Linked DNA regions of Mus musculus: region 2 is linked to region 1. A link is a contact called in public Hi-C data. All regions are on one chromosome and are shown on one strand. The core of a region is the stretch at or near the end of the contact, and the rest is flanking DNA. Distances in the headings are between cores, read along the strand shown.

Region 1 (4,797 bases), core at 935-3,434:
ATTTTGAATCAATGTAAATGTCTGTGCTTTCCAATGTTCTTAGGTAACCTCCATGAAAGGGTCATTCAACCCCAAAGGGGTCACAACCTGCAGGTGGGGAATCTCTGATGTATTACTACTTATAACTCTTCTTCAAGAGATTTTGGTATCATGTTTCAGAATGTAAAGTGAGTTGGCAGGTCCCCCACCCCCACCCCAGCTATTTCCTGTTCATACGGATACCTTTGGAGATAACAGAAATACGTGAAAAGAAGGGCTCACCTGTTCGTTCTACTATTTATGACCATACAGGCAAAACACAGTAACTAACTCATGTTATTGGCAGTGTGTTGCTAACATGTAAAGGCAAGCAAATTATTGAACAGAAAGAACAGGTAGTATACTTTAATTATTAAACTTAATATGCATTTCTTAGATTAAGATATGTTAGTAAACGAATCAGTAGTTATCAGGTGTTAGGGGAGAGAAGGAGATGTGACTACACAGAGCATAACAGATTTTTAGGGTCGTTAAGCTCCCCATGCGGTGCCATAATTAACAAAAACAGGTTGTTATACGTTTTCAAACCCCATAGTGTGAACACTGGAGCCCCAGTATAAAATGGTTTCAGGCAAGCACATGTTAGTGCAGCTCTGTCACTTGTCACACTTGTGACACATGTACTACTCTATCATGGATTTCAACGGTGGACGAATCCATGAATATGTGTCAACAGGAGGTATATAGGAAAGTCTTCTACATTCCACATGATTTCATGATGAATTGATTTACAAACTAAAGCTTCTTTAAAAGGAGTCCATGGGAGCCAGGAAGCTAGCACAGTGGGTAAGAGCATTTGCAAGCAGTAGGACCAGAGTTCAAGTCCTCAGCAGCCACATAAAAAGCCTCATATGGCTTGTGTGCCTGTAGTCCAGTGCTGGGGAGACAGTGCAGGGACAAGTGGATCCTGAGAGCTCTCTGGCAATCTAGCCTGGGCAAAATGGTGAGCATCCAGTGCAGCAAGAGACCTTGTCTCAGGATAACACAATGGAGAGCAATCGTGTAGTGCCCCAGCCTGTGCATCATTCACAGCCGAGCAAGTCCTTATACTTGTTGTGTACCATACAGCCACATATGGACACACAGACACACATGCATGCACATACATCTCTCTCTTCCTCTCTCTCTCTCTCCCTCCCTCTCTCTCCCTCTCTCTCTCCCTCCCTCTCTCTCCTTCCCTCTCTCTCTCTCTCTCTCTCTCTCTCTCTCTCTCTCTCCCTCCCTCTCTCCCTCCCTCCCTCTCTCTCTCTCTCTCTCTCTCTCACCACACATACACACACACACACACACACACACACACACACACACTCCACATGCAGGGATGGCAGAGAGCTTGCTTAGAGTTTATTGCTCACTTACCCCGTGACTGAGTCTGTACCAAGAACCATGCTAGGTGCTACACTAACTCTTCCCCCGAGGGCAGGCAGAGAGATGGGGATCAGGGTCAGTCATCATACAGAGCTCGGCTTTAAAGGTTAGCGGAGCAGGCGTTGGTTCTGCTGATCCTGCTTTGCTCACCATCCCCTGACCCTGTGCACCCTCCACCTTCTCTAGGCCCCCTTTCACCTCCATAGTAACCGCATGTGTCCTGTTGATGCTGCAGCAAACTGCCGGCCTAAGCTTGAAAACATATTTGCTGTATCCTACTTCACACTTGCCGTTAAAGCCAGAAGAATACTCTCTCTAGGGCAGTGGTTCTCAACCTTCCTAATACTGTGACCCTTTAATACAGTTTCTCATGTTGTGGTAACCCCCAACTCTAAAATTAGTTTTTGTTATTACCTCATAACTGTAACTTTCTTACTGTTATGAATCATAATGTAAATACCTGATGTTTCTGATGGTCTTAGGCGACCCCCATGAAAGGATCATTTGAGCCCAAATAGATTGCAACCCACAGGTTGAGAACCCCTGCCCTAGGGTATCAGCTGCTGGGGTAAAGTAAGAGTCACGATTCCAACAAACACCAGATCCCTAAAGGCAAGCTTGGTGTAACATCGCTCTCTCCTCACCAATTCTTTCGTATGCCGGAAGTTTTCATTCTTGAAAGATACAGAAGGGGCGGTGTGTGGTAGCTTGAGTGGATTTATTTCTGCTGTGCAGCTGATGTCGCCAGCCTACAGAGAAGAACACCACATCAGAATTGGAAAGCAAAGCGGTAGTTGTCAGTGTTTTCAGCCTGCCAGGAAATCCTGCTGACATGTGGGGTGCAGGGTGGGGCCCTTAGGCTCCTTTCTCAGAGGCCCAGTGGCCAAATCTTTTGTTCTTTCAGTAAAGGCTCAACTGTTGCAGTGAGCTGATGTGACCTGATAAGGCAGGCCAGCTTCTCACAACCTGTCATGATTTCAATGTGGTTTGTACTTCATAGTTCACCACATTAAAAGAGTAGTCCTACCCCATCCCCCCAGAGCCTAGCTAAATCACCATCAAAGAGACCAGAGAGTCTTCATCCATCAGTTGATGGAACAGATGCAGAGAACCATGGACAAACATTGAGGAACTCTGGGAGTCTTGCTGAGGAGGCAGAGGAAGGATTGGAGAAATCAGAGGTGTTAGGGACATCACAAGAATATGGTCCACAGAACCACCTGACAGGGACTCATGGCGGTTGCAGGAATCAGAGAGCCTGTAGGGGTCTGACCTAGGTTCTCTGCATATATGTTATAGCTGAGTAGATATGGGAATTCTAATAGTGAGAGCAGAGGCTGTCCTTGACTTTATTTCTGGGACTCTTCTCTGCCTACAGGATTGCCCTGTCCAGCCTTGATGTGATTGCATGTGCCTGGTCTTATTGTAGCTCATTATGCTATGTTTGGTTGATGTTGTTGAGCGGTCTGTTATTTTCTGAGGGGGGCGGAGCGAGATTTAGGGCATGGGTCTGAAGGAGAGGGGAGACAGGAGGGGGAGAGTGGGGGGAGGTAGGGAACAGAAACTACAATTGGGGTATAATATATGAGAGAGGAATAAAAAGAAAAACTGTGGTCCCTAAAGTGGCAGTGTGGAGAGAGGATGAGACCTTTAAGAGTTGCTGGGTGGCAGAGGCAGGCAGATTTCTGAGTTCAAGGCCAGCCTGGTCTACAGGAAAAAAAAAAAGAGTTGGGTCCCAGTAGAACATCTACCAGCTAATTAACTGGAAGGATGTCCTAAAAAGGGGGGTGGAGAATTCTCTCCAGTTTCCTACTTGGCAATGAACTTCCGTTTCCTCTTTCTTTCTTATACCAACTACCATGAGACACTCACCAGAGATGAAATAATGCTGGCAGCTATCTCTGAATCTCAGGAACTAGGGGTTAAATAAACCTCTTTATCTGTAAAGTTTGACTAACCTTGGGCATTTTATTGTAGCGATGCAAAATGAACTAATACTTTGCTCGTATGACATTAGATAAATTTGTAGTAAAGATAGATAGATAGATAGATAGATAGATAGATAGATAGATAGATAGATAGATAGATGGATGGATGGATGGATGGATGGATGGATGGATGGATTAATAGATGTAAACATCATGAATGATTTAGTATTCTTTTCTCTGGAACTATTTAGGACTTTAACTCCTTTAGGTTTACTATGCACATTACAGAAACAACACTACTGTAAGACCAGCTAGGTGCCTAACTTAAGGTGAGCCAATGTTAGGAGGTTTGGCTATGACACACACTATCTCTTGGTCCAGGCTGCTTGGTCTGGCCTTCTATTTAGATTCAGATTTCATTGCCTTGATGTTTCTCTTTAAAAAGTAATTGGGGTGGTTTAAATGGATAACTAGGCCTGAGTACTACTGGTCTTCAAGCATCTTCCTGGAAGACCAGCTATTAATTGCAGCTTTCTAGACCTACTGTGTGCCCATAGTAACCCAAACCTCTCACGTCTTGGTTTTCTCTCCTAGGAGGGTTCTGACCAACTTGAATCACCTCCTACCAAAAACAGAATAATTGCAACCACCTCTGACCACTTAAAGCAGGTTGTCGATTTTCTTAGGACATATGAAGTTTGATGTTAGTTTGTTGGCATCTGGGATGCATATATTGTCTCTCTTGTTTTTCAGCTTTCAGGTGCAGACACACTCATCCTTAAGCCTTGGGTCACTTCTATTTGTGTGGCCAGGTGTATTGTCCTTACCTGGTCTGTTTGTATCCCAGTCAGATACAGGAGTGGGTTCTTTTCCTTGGTGTACTGAGGAATGTGGATAGTCACCAATGCCATGCTCACTGGGGCACTTCCGGCTGTTACCTAAGCAGACAATAACATGAGATGCAAATGCTGTCAGAAAAACCATCCGTGATGCTCTCAGTGACGCTGTCCATGGCGAGGGGAATGGAGAATAGCAGTGCAGCTTGGGCAGGAACTGAACCTCACTAAAGATCACGTTTTCACCCGAAAATTAAAGACCATCAAAAAGTCAGTGGCCATGCACTCCCAAGCTGTCTGTTCCCACTGGTGGGAATTAAGTTGGTAGTGTGGAAGACACTTGATACAATGGCTCACACTTATGCTCTTAATACTGTTATTTATTTTGTTTAATTTTTTAAAATGTGAATTGATTAAAAATCGTATGAAGTATGCGGTTGCCTTCCTCACTTTCTGAAATACAAAATCTGGATAACCAATCAAGATTCTTTACTCATTTAAAGACATGAAGCTGAACTTCAGGGCTGAAGCTGTTTCTGGACTAGTGGAAATGCAGAGATGGAGTGGCGATTGGCCCAGGGAGACAGGCGTGTTCCTATTTACATTCCAAAGATTTTCTAGCGTTC
Region 2 (4,797 bases), core at 814-3,313, 120 kb after region 1:
TTCAGAGAACTGATGTATATTTTAACTGACCGATTACTACTGTATGTAATATAGATGACATTCATCAAACCATTTACTTCATCTTTGGCTATATCACTACACTCAGTTAAGCATCTCTTCCAATAAAAACCCTGCATGTGTGGCATAAGCAGGCTTCTGAGGCACATTTTCTCATCATCAAATTTCTTAATAGACAGAAAATTTTCCATCCAATAAACAATGGTCACAAATTAAGATTCTTAGAGTTCACAGCTAGCTTGCTAGATGGCCACAGACAGGTATCAGGGAGATGTCTGAATTTCCTGAATTAATCTAAGCAGGTCAGAGTGCTGCACACAAGGTTGCCAGAAGTTTCTCAAAAGACCCCATGTCGTTTACTTATGAAAATAGAATCATTAGGCTCTGCCAGTGCCTGACAAATACAGAGATGGATGCTCACATCCAACCATTGGACTGAGCACAGGGTCCCCAATGTAGGAGCTAGAGAAAGGACCCAAGGAGCTGAAGAAGGGATTTGCAGCCCCATAGGAGGAACAACAATATGAACTAGCCAGTACCCCCACAGCTTCCAGGGACTAAACCACCAACCAAAGAGTATACAGGGTAGGACTCATGGCTCCTGCTGCATATGTAGCAGAGGATGGCCTAGTCGACCATCAATGGAAGGAGAGGCCCTTGGTCCTGTGAAGGTTCTATGTCCCAGTGTAGGGGAATGCCAGGGCCAGGAAGCGGGTGTGGGTGGGTTGGGAGGGGGGAGGAGATTGGGGGTTTTTGGAGGGGAAACCAGGAAAGGGGGATAACATTTGAAATGTAAATAAAGAAAATATCTAATAAAAAAACAAAAACAAAACAAAATAAAAAAGAAAATAGAACTATTGACTATAAGGGGGAAAATCATGTAGTGGTTAACGTAAGTCACATTTTATTGTTCTCTGTTATTGAACCATCAGCAAAAAACTTCTCAGTCTTATATTTATTTCAATTATAGAGAAAACAAAGACAATTGACACGAGATAAGCATTTGGAAGTTATCTAATCTTACTTTTTAATTTATTGAATAAGTTAAATCCCATTTAAATAATTTAATCTTCTTTAAAACCCAATGTTTAAATTAAAAACCAAGTCCCAGGGGAGCAGCTTTTAAAAATTGTGCGCCCTAACTTTTTAAAAAATTTGAGTGAGTTAATTATTTGCAAATGAATTATATCCTTATCACATGGATCTACAGGTCTGTACTGATGTGAATTCGCATGCTCCTGTGGATGTTTGAGGAGGGGTGGTGAAATCTGCTTGCAGGCAGAGGCCAGAAGTCACACTTGGGCATAGTTCCTTTTGCTTTTGCAGATGGCATTTTTTTCCATTGGCCTATTAGACTAGCCAGAAAAAGCCAGAGAGCCTGGGGGTGGGAGTGGGGAGACAGAGTGGGTGTAGGTGTGGGTGGGGACCTTCTGTCTCCACTTTCAGTGCTGGGACTATAAACACATAACAGCCACATGCCAATATGCATAACCTTTAAAAAAGATTCAATTTCTTCGTGTATAAAGGTATGTCTCTGTGTGTGTCTGTGTGTGGGACCACACACGTGAGAGCTAGTGCACTCAGAGGCCAGAAGTATGGGTACTGGAAACTGAACCAGGCATGTAGAATGCAGATGCTAAGCTATCTTTCACCAGTTCACAAGCCGAACTGGGTTTTGTGTGTCTTGGGCGGGCGGGCTCGTGGGGTGTTACTTGACTTGTAGCTGAGCACCTTACTAACCGAGTGATCTTCATAGTCGGGGACTACACACTTAATGACTGAGCACTAGAGGGCTTAAAGGAGCAAATGATGAAAAATATGCATTTCCATGTTAGGACGTTAGCCAGGGCTGTGGTCCGCCAGGACGTAGTTGCTAGAAGACGAGGTAAGGGGTGGTATGAACAAGTGATGGTGAAAGCTGCTGTGACTTTGTGTTTTCCTGAACACCAGTCATTTCCTGGGTGGCAACCACAGAAGCTCCGCACCTGCCCTGAGGTGAGAGTAAATCAGAGGCTTCTCCAGAGGGGAGCCAAGTATTTAAGATCCACCTTCTTCCGGTTCTCCCCAGCCGTTTGTCAATTGGCTCGCCTTCCTCTCAAAACCCGCCCCTTCCCAGCCAGCTGTCTTCTTTTTAAAAAATGTTTCTAAAAGTCTATCTTCCAGATGAAACTACCTTGATCGTAACTTTTCCACTCAAATTCTCCAAACATTAATTTTACTAAGGGAAGCAAACTTAAACAAAGACGATCTTAGCCAAGAATTGAAAAACGAAAAGTAAGTTTGTGACCCCCCTAGACCTTCTATAGGGTGTTGCTTTCCTGTTTTGATTTCTGAATTATAAATTCTCCTTTATAGAATTAACCTAGTTCAATACCCTGTGGCAAGAAGTAGGTGGTCAATGCATAATGTGGAATAAGTGTTGAATAAACAAATGAATACCGATTAATAAAAGATTAAAACGTAATGCTACACCAGTCCTCCTTATCCACAGGTCTGGGTGCCTGAAACATGGCAGTAATGAGTGACAGACACGAAGTTTTGTTTTATCCTATTTGTACATTTTGATGATGAAAGTGATATAAATTAGTAAGAAATTAACAATAATGACTAATAAAATAAGATTCTCATAACACTGTGTTATGATAAAAGTTAGGCAAGTGAATTTTTAAAAATTTCCCAGAGTATCTTATTATATATACTGCATTATATTTTGATGAGCAGTTGATGGATCCTGGAGTTTTCCAGAGAGAAACCAACTATGGGGAACTACCATATTCCCATCAATAAGTTATGCTGGGTGGGCGACAAAGCTGTAAGATGAAGACTCATCAGCAATGGGACTTGGACATCGTGTGAATCAAATAATAAAAGGCATGTCCTTGCTTCTCATGGTTTTTCTTCCAACTGTAGTATTTTGTTTTATATGTTCTCTGAATTTTTTTTCTAAGTCAAGTATTTTACATGTTTCAAAGGAATCATGATCCTATACCCTGTACTGTTCAGCCAAAGAATTTATTTTTAAAAAATGCAGAGGTTTTAGAAACAATGCTAGTTGTATCTAGTTGTTCGCTCCTTGATAATCTTGGGGTTGGGGTGGGGTGGGGTGGGCATGGTTCACTAAGTCTCCTTACCTTTGTTTTAACATTTACAGGTGTAAAATGCAGTTACAATGTATTGCTATAAAAGTTGTAAGGACCACAGAATGGAATCAGTTAATATCTACTCAAACTCTTATTCAGAATATTACTGTCTTTGCGGCCCTGAAAAACATGCAAACCTTGTCTGTAACTTCATTCCTCGTTTAGAGACTGAGGTGTTCAGCGAATATCTTGTGTCTGTATGGATGTGGCACCTGTCAATTAAAAGAAAACCCTATGGCCTATTGGAAAGGGTAGACTAGAAGGTGGGACATCCGGGAGGCAGAAAGAATTCTGGGATTTAATGTTAGGCAGATTTGCCCTGGGAAGATGTGAAGAGCTGGATGCATGGTATCTGAGCACAGGAAATCAGCCATGGGGCAAAGTCTAAGTTAAAATAAATGGGTTAAGTTATGATCTAGTCAGATATTATAAATATATTTTGAGAGTGGGTCTTATTTCTGGGAGGAAGAAGCAGACCCAACTTCTACACTAAGGGTCATAATAGCAAGGATGCTTGGAAGCAGGGTGCTTAACAGAGTTCCTGGGACATGGTAAGCACTTACTAAGAGCTAGCTCCTTCTGTCTGTCATAGAGTCAGAGTTGCGATTGTGCAGCCTTTCCGGAAGGCGTTTGAACTAACTAAACATACATGGCAAGACAGCCCAGAGTTTGTTAGCTGACCGTTTGTGGGTGGCAAAGACAATCGTAGAAGCTGTAAGTAGGTATCAACACAACACTTTCTGGAAATGTTTTTATTTTTCTATCTGGGCTTTTTCAAACTAAGGAATTAGAAACAGGTGGGTGAAAATTCCCTTTTGTTTGTTTGGTTTAAATAGAGGTATGAAGTCAGTGGAACTCATCCTAATATCAGCCTGACTGTCCTTGAGCCCTAACGTCATGCCATATGAGCTCAGTCAGCGCTCACACTAATTAGAAGGACATCATCACACTAACTAGGAGGCATCCTCAGGCACAGGGTGAATCAGAGGTGCTTCTAAGCCAGGAAACCAGTCTGTGCCAAGCACAATGTAGAAACCAGGCCTTGGGTACCACAGTGTGGCCAAGCCAGGTACTGCAGAGAACATTGGCCCCTAGGAACTTCAGAGGATGCTGCTGAGTGTGAACTGTGTCTTGGAGCTTTGATAGGGAAGGATCATAGAGTCTGTTTATGGAATCCAAAGCTGCTTGGGCATATTCTCCCTGGAGGAAATCTCCCAAAGAGGAAGTTTGTCATCACAGAAAACTCAGGAAGGGTGATAATAGTTGTAGCTCAGCAAGAAAAAAAATTTCGCTAGATAAAAATAATTCTACTGTTCATACAATAGAAAAATGAGTATGTAGTTACAGTTTTTAATTTTTGCATGCTTTATTTAAAGAGGCAGTAGGTAAAATGTTAATGCAAGAAAGAATTATAATTCCATATTTAATTGAAAAAATATTGAATTCAACTTTTCTCTGTTATTTTGTTTTCTGATAAATTCATCATAAAAGCTATCATCATGGCTTGTTTGAAAATAATATGTTCTTACATTTCTCACCCTAGACCATCTCAGTAAATATCTAAATTAACTTGAAAGAAAACAAATTACCACCTTGGTGTTCCCAAAGGATTTTGGTATAGGGGGTCTCTGAACCTTAT

Evidence for each region. Hi-C and Micro-C count contacts between places; a contact is called where the count stands out from the background.
Region 2: a Hi-C map of the HPC-7 cell line shows a contact between it and region 1, with 2.6 times the contacts expected there. The contact joins two enhancer-like sites. A contact is called at or near these places in 1 of 39 promoter capture datasets (embryonic stem cells), 8 of 15 datasets of contacts at CTCF or cohesin (CD8 T cells, the G1E-ER4 cell line, the NIH/3T3 cell line and 4 more), 237 of 484 Hi-C or Micro-C datasets (the AML12 cell line, the AtT-20 cell line, B cells and 120 more), 37 of 115 datasets of contacts at active chromatin or transcription factors (CD4 T cells, CD8 T cells, DN3 thymocytes and 28 more) and 2 of 9 other capture datasets (embryonic stem cells and embryonic tail).

The regions. Positions count from the first base shown.
Region 1 is chr13:114,843,782-114,848,578 of GRCm38.p6, forward strand. It overlaps Itga2 (integrin alpha 2), which reads right to left. Exons shown (of 30, transcript NM_008396.3): 25 at 4,163-4,273; 26 at 2,052-2,156. Among named protein-coding and RNA genes, the nearest start is that of Mocs2, 28 kb to the left of the region's middle. Within about 2 kb of position 2,185, at least 51 of the 459 cell types and tissues checked have an H3K27ac peak or open chromatin away from gene starts, as enhancers often do.
Region 2 is chr13:114,960,253-114,965,049 of GRCm38.p6, forward strand. All of the region lies in intron 28 of Itga1 (integrin alpha 1), which reads right to left. Among named protein-coding and RNA genes, the nearest start is that of Itga2, 31 kb to the left of the region's middle. Within about 2 kb of position 2,064, at least 3 of the 459 cell types and tissues checked have an H3K27ac peak or open chromatin away from gene starts, as enhancers often do.